Linked DNA regions of Muntiacus reevesi: region 1 is linked to region 2. A link is a contact called in public Hi-C data. All regions are on one chromosome and are shown on one strand. The core of a region is the stretch at or near the end of the contact, and the rest is flanking DNA. Distances in the headings are between cores, read along the strand shown. Region 1 holds the start of INO80 (INO80 complex ATPase subunit). Region 2 holds the start of RMDN3 (regulator of microtubule dynamics 3).

Region 1 (3,232 bases), core at 720-3,219, 310 kb before region 2:
TCGATTTTGGTCCAGTTTGAGACTGGCAGACTTCTGACTTACAGAATGTAAGATAATAGGTTAATGTTAAGCCACTATTAGGAGAGGGCAATGGCAACCCACTCCAGTACTCTTGCCTGGGAAATCCCATGGACAGAGGAGTCTGGTGGGCTACACCACTCCAGTACTCTTGCTTGGGAAATCCCATGGACAGAGGAGTCTGGTGGGCTACACCACTCCAGTACTCTTGCCTGGGAAATCCCATGGACAGAGGAGTCTGGTGGGCTACAGTCCATGCAGTCCTGAGGAGTTGGACACGAGTGAGTAACTTCACTTTCACTTTCACGCACTGGAGAAGGAAATGGTAACCCACTCCAGTATTCTTGCCTGGAGAATCCCAGGGACAGAGGAGCCTGGTGGCCTGCGGTCCATGGGGTCGCAGAGAGTCGGACAAGGCTGATGCGACTTAGCAGCAGCAGCAAGCCACTATTCTGCAGTAATTTGTTATCGCAGACAAAGAAAACAAACTGACTACCTACATCTGAACTTTAAGGGACTCTATATCTTGGTCCCTCCCTAGTTTAGTGACTTTTCCCCCTTTATTCTTTTCCTTTTGATTTCCACTCCAGTCAGCTGGTTGTTACTTAAATATTATCCCAGTTGATTTTAGGTGTTTTATGTTTCTGGGTATGTGAAACATAGGGTTCTAAAAGACAGTCTTATACAAAATTGCCACTCCCCTGTTAATCCTGCAACCTTGTCCCCATTCTCCCCTTCTCCCCACCCTTCTCATACAGGACATAATTCCCTTTAACTTCTGGTGTATCCCCTGACTCCTCCCCCTGACAAATGAGCTGGTGTTGACTCCTCTCCCTGACAAATGAGCAGGTATTTGTGTGTGTTCTTACATCCCCTTGTCTCTTTCACAAAGGGTGTAATTTTTAAAAAATACTTATTAATCTGCATCTTGTTTTAGTTGCATACATGGGATCTTCGTTGCTCCACTACATGCAGGATTTTAGTTTCCCAAAAAGGGATTGAATCCTTCTGCACTGCAAGGATTCTTAACCACTGGACCACCAGGAGAGTCCCCAGAAGGTGTGTACTTTTGCCTTTAAGCAAATTTTTAACTTTTCAAAGTCCAGCGAATTTGGCACAAGAAGGCTACTTATGACTTTAACAAATGTTGTTTTGTTTAAACGCTAAGGGCCAGAATTAAATGAATTAAACCATGAGACATAAAGGAAATGAAATAGTTAACTTTCATTAAGTTCTTCTAATCCTTACCTGCAATTAGACTGTACACTAGGTACTTCTCATCACAGATGCTGGTAACTGAGTTGCATTAATTTTAGTAAATGTGGGCAGCAGAGGGTGCAAACTGTTGAGTTGGCAGACAGGTAAATTACTCCCTTTTCGGAGGCTCATTGGGTGGGTGTTAGAATACTGGGACATTTTTGATGACGGGTCTGTGTATTCCCAGTGCTTGAATCCTAAAGCCTTCACTTAGGTACCTTGCCCAACTGTGCCACAGCATCGCAGTTTTGGTTGCTGAACCCAAAGTGGAGCCCCAAACTACTGTGTTAAGAGTGGTCCTACAGAGCAGGGCCTTCCCCACAATATACAACCCTGCCCAAAGGGACCAAAAACAATGTAAAATATAACACCTGAGCCTACACATTTCCTCAAGTGAACTGAGCTGTGTTTGGTAGCCGTTAACAAACTAATCACAAGTACCCTCCCACTTCCATTTGCAGCAACAAACATTCCCAGGATCCCGGGCCGTTTGGACTGACGTTACTTCCGGGAAAAGTAACCTTTCTTTGGCAGTTGCAGATCAGAGAGGTCTCGCGACATTTGCTCCCGCGAGATCTGCTTGCTCACTCTAGCGATGACATCCTCCTCCTCCTCCCCGCCGCCTTTCGGCAATCTTCGCCAGTCCCAGCCCCGACCAATCTGCCATCAGATGGCATGGATCAGGGTCTTTCCCCGAACCCCGGTCCGCGCGGGGCGTCAGGCGGCAGCGGCGGGGTGCGAGCTGCACGAGGCCGACGGCAGCGGCACTGCGGACGGCCACGGGCTGGCGACGAGCAGTGAGCGTGGGCGGGGCGGGGGTAAGCCTACTGAGTAGCGGCTCGATTGTTCTGGCCTGGCTATGGCGCCTCTCCTCCCCCCCGCCATGGCTCCCCGTGTCCCTGCTCCGCTCCTCTCAGTGAGTGAAAGTGGCCGCCGCCGCCGCCGGCCCAGCGCCCGCAGCCGCCTCAGCGCCGCCGCCATCTTGGGGTCCCAGGAGCCGCCGAAGGAGCGAGCTAGGAGCGTCCACGCCCAACGCAGTCTCCGTCCCACGGCCTCAGAGAGCGAACCGCGGCTCCACCGTCGGCGGGGCGACCCCCCCCTCCGGACCCCGCCCGCACCCCGCCCCCCCTCCGCCGCCGCCGCGGCGGCGGGGCCCGGCGGCCCGAGGTGAGGCGACTAGACGTGGGCGGACGAACGGAGGGGGGGTTGTGTAGGCCCCGTTGCGCCCCTCTCTGTGGGCGACGACTGGGCCGCGTCTTAAAGGGGCCGTCGCCCCCGGCCCTGGGATTTGTTGGGGTTAGTAGGGAGGATGGGTGTGGACACTCCTCGCAGGGTTGGGACCTCAGGGATCTCGGCCTTGTTCTTAATCTCTCCTACCTCTGGAGGCCCGGGGTCACGCGGTGACCTCGGCCAGCCGAGAAAGCCCGTGGGGTGCCCACACGTGAGGAGTGTGTTAGACCAGGTGCACGTGGGACCCGGTGGGGCGGTGTCGGCTAACACGTGTGTGGGTTTGGGGGTGGGGTGGGGCAGGGCGGGGGCTGGTTGGGCTCGAGTGGGAACCCGGTGTGGACTGCTGTGTCTGTCCTTTTAAACAAATGAGCTCTAAGGGCTGGATAGTGTGTCAGTTTATGGGTGCGAGTTGGGATCTGGGTGAATGGTCCATTTTGCTTGTTGGTGTTGGCTGGGTGCAGCCTAACACGTGCGCACACTTAGGAGTGTGTAGGTGTCACCCCTTCTAGGCTTTTTGGCCTTTGTAGGGCGTCTAGGCAAGTGTCATCCAATTTGACGTTCCTTCTTGAGGTCGCTGTTGAAAACTACTACTTCCGTAATCAGCGAGGGTGGAAGCCCCCTACAGTTTAGGAGTGAGAGGTTCTAAGAAGGCACTCACTATTTTAGTTTAACAGCCAGCTCTGCCGAATTCTTTGATTCAAACACTGTCTAGTTGTGTGTTCGTGTA
Region 2 (3,498 bases), core at 716-3,215:
GATGCTGTTCTCTCAGATCATCCCACCCTCGCCTTCTCCCATAAAATCCAAAAGTCTGTCTATACATCTGTGTCTCTTTTTCTGTCTTGCATATAGGGTTATCATTACCATCTTTCTAAATTCCATATAGATGCGTTAGTATACTGTATTAGTGTTTTTCTCTCTGGCTTACTTCACTCTGTATAATGGGCTCCAGTTTCATCCATCTCATTAGAACTGATTCAAATGAATTCTTTTTAATGACTGAGTAGTACTCCATTGTGTATATGTACCACAGCTTTCTTATCCATTCGTCTGCTGATGGGCATCTAGGTTGCTTCCATGTCCTGGCTATTATAAACAGTGCTTCGATGAACATTGGGGTGCACGTGTCTCTTTCAGATCTGGTTTCCTTGGTCTGTATGCCCAGGAGTGGGATTGCTGGGTCATATGGCAGTTCTATTTCCAGTTTTTTAAGGAATCTCCACGCTGTTCTCCATAATGGCTGTACTAGTTTGCATTCCCACCTACAGTTTAAGAGGGTTCCCTTGGCATGTTGGATGTTAAGATGTTCCCTGGCCAGGGATGGAAGCTATGTCTCCCGCATTGGAAGGCAGATTGTTAATCACTGGACCACCGGGGAAGTCCCTATGTGTTGTTTACTTTTTAAGTAATTAATTAATTTTTGACCTGTACTGCAGGGCTTGTTCGATCTTAGTTCCCCATCCAGGGGTAGAACCTGAGCCCCCAGCAGAGGAAGCACAGAGTCATAACAATTGGAAAGCAGGTGATTCTCTTTTTTTTAGTTTCTAACACTACAAGTTGCATAAAACCACAGGAGTAAAATAGATTTATAAAAGTACAAGTCACAGGTGGTAGAAAAAAATGGTTAAAACAAAATCTGAAATGCTATCAACCAATTTAAGCAATCAGAGATCAACTCAAGTTTCAGCCTCATGCAAACATTTAAAATGTTATCATTAGAGGAATTAATTTAATGAATTTAATTTTCATTCTGGATATTAAAAACAGTTTTTATAAGCCTGTCCCTGTTTAATGTTACAACGACAATTTAAGGTTTAAGATTTTTTTTTAAATGATGGGGTGTGCATCTACAATGTAAGTTTTTCAGATGTCAACTGACAGAAGCTGGCCCTGGGGACTCAGGGCCTGTTGTGGATAACCAACAACTTACCTGTTTTAAATTGAATTGCCAAAGGCACTATTGCGTTGAGATTAGTAAATGATTTGAGTAAAAATACGTAAACAAATTGAGCTGAAATCAAATAAAGTCTGAGTTTTGACCGAGGGTTAAGGAAAGGTGGAGAGGGGTGGCGTTTTCCAGGTAGGGGTTCAAGACAGAAAGAGCAGTAGTGGAAAAGGTAGAAACGTTGAGTATGCGGAGCACATTCCGGGAACACTAAGTAACCTGGTGTGATTGGGGAAATGGAACCTCAGCTGTAACCTGGTGTGACTGGAGGAAAATGGAACCTCAGCTGGCCAGACCATGGAGTTACTGCTCTGAGCATCCACTCCACGGAATCTCTCAGCTTTCCCCCGTTTGTGCGTGCTAATTCGCTCAGTTGTGTCCGATTCTATGCGACACTATGGGCTGTAGCCCTCCAGGCTCCTGTCTAAGATTCTCCAGGCAAGAATACTGGAGTGGATAGCCATGCCCTCCTCCAGGGGATCTTCCTGACCCAAGGATCGAACATCTCCTTACATCTCCTGCATTGGCAGGCAGGTTTTTTTTACCACTAGCGGCGCCAGCTGGGAAGCCGGGTCCCCCTTTACTCGGCTTCTAACCCATTCTCGGTTCGCCTTTCGAGATCTCTGCTGGCTCCGCCCCTCTGACTGTGCCTGTGGCCCCGCCCCCTAGAGAAAACCCTGGCCAAGAGGTGGAGTCTCGAAGGTCTGCGCAACCCCCTGCCTTCTTATAGGCGAGCGAGGCAGCTAGTTGGCACCGTTTGATGACGTCACGGTCATTGACAGAGAAGCCGCGGCCTTCGCCAAAGTAGCTAGCAGCAGGGTAAGAGTCTGAGTTGAGGTCCAGGCAGGCTGGGCGCCTTCAAAGTGCGCGGCGGGAAGGCCAGCGGTTTGTGCCAGGGCGGCGGGTTTGCGGTCTGCAGTGTCGTGAGGCTGGAGGAGGAGTTGGAAGCCGTCGACCTGACTCCGGTATCAGGGTTAGGGGGCGTGTTGGAGGGTAGGCTGCGGAGGGCCGGGTGGGCGGCGTGGTAGTCAGGCCTGGGGGCTAGCAGAAACCTTAAGGTCGGGACTAGGGTGAGGGTGGCGAATGCTTGGGGCCTGGGCAGGGAGGGTATCTTCAAGGGTTCGGCTTTGGCGATGGGTGGACCACACTCAACGAATCTCTCTCGTTTCTTTCGCCCGCTTGCTCCTGGTGGCTCACGCGGGCTGCAGGTGTAGCATGTCTAGTCTGGGGACCTTGGGTGGCGCACGCGCCGGGCTCGGACTGTTGCTGGGCACCGCCGCGGGCCTTGGATTCCTGTGTGCCCTTTACAGCCAGCGGTGGAAACGGACCCAGCGCCGCGGCCAGAGCCAGAGTCGGTCCAACTCTCTGGATTACACGCAGACTTCAGAGCCTGGACGCCAAGGTAGGAGCGGGGCTATTGAGGCCTCAGGGACTGTTGAGGGGTGGGCTTGGGGTCGGGGCTGCTTGTAGCAGAACCTGCAGGGCAGGACAACAGAGGAAAAATTAGGAGGGGTGGGTGCGGGGCCCAAGAGTTTCTTTTCAAGTTTGGGGAAAGTTTATCGAAAAGGAAAAGCAGTCTTCCACCACTGTCGTCTTTTTCCTGTAATCGCAGGAAAGTATATAGTGAAAAGGCTTAGCTTTCACTTTTAGTTCTGGCCGCAGAAGTGCTGTGTATGTATTAAAGTTACTTGCTTAGTGTGGTTGAGGTGTTTAATAAGTAGAGGAAAGGCCCAAAAGAAAGTAAAAAGAGAAACTAGTCTCGGAGGAATTAAAATTTCTTGAGGCTTATGTGTTAAATTAGGTTAACATTAACATTCGAAGGCACCTTGAAGACTGTATAGTTCAAGTTGTGTGTGTGTGTGTGTTTTTTAATCCTCCTTATGAGTAAGTTGAGGTTGAAAAAAGTTGTGTAACTTTGCCGAGGCTGTCACAGTAAGTGGCAGGATTGGGCCTGGTCACCTGGTCCTGTGGAGTTCCCACAGCATGGGGTCGGGAGTGCACTTACTGCAGTTGAAGCTGAATGTGGCTGAGAGCCAGCCACAAATGGTTAGTACTTACAGTTTTGGAAAACTTTAATGTTAATCAGAGCAAGGCATCTAGGGCTCGGCCAAACCACTGCCCTCATGTGTGTGTGATAGAAGAGCACTCAAGTCATCTTGCCTCATGTTCATTGGGAACACATGTTTCCTCTGATGACCAAATGCCAGATGGTTCGGAAAAGTTAGTTTTCGAAGAGTCTTAAGAGTTTTCACCTTAGATTGCAATTGTCTGTCAGCATTTTATAAGCTGGTAGTAACCTAGTGCTGCAA

What was found. Hi-C and Micro-C count contacts between places; a contact is called where the count stands out from the background.
Region 1: a Hi-C map of muscle shows a contact between it and region 2, with 4 times the contacts expected there. The contact joins the promoter of INO80 here to the promoter of RMDN3 in region 2. A contact is called at or near these places in 2 of 3 Hi-C or Micro-C datasets (blood and muscle).

Annotation. Positions count from the first base shown.
Region 1 is chr7:35,461,888-35,465,119 of mMunRee1.1, reverse strand. It overlaps INO80 (INO80 complex ATPase subunit), which reads left to right and starts at 1,969. Exons shown (of 36, transcript XM_065940899.1): 1 at 1,969-2,442.
Region 2 is chr7:35,151,384-35,154,881 of mMunRee1.1, reverse strand. RMDN3 (regulator of microtubule dynamics 3) reads left to right here and starts at 1,965. Exons shown (of 13, transcript XM_065940155.1): 1 at 1,965-2,154; 2 at 2,398-2,591. The coding sequence starts at 2,405.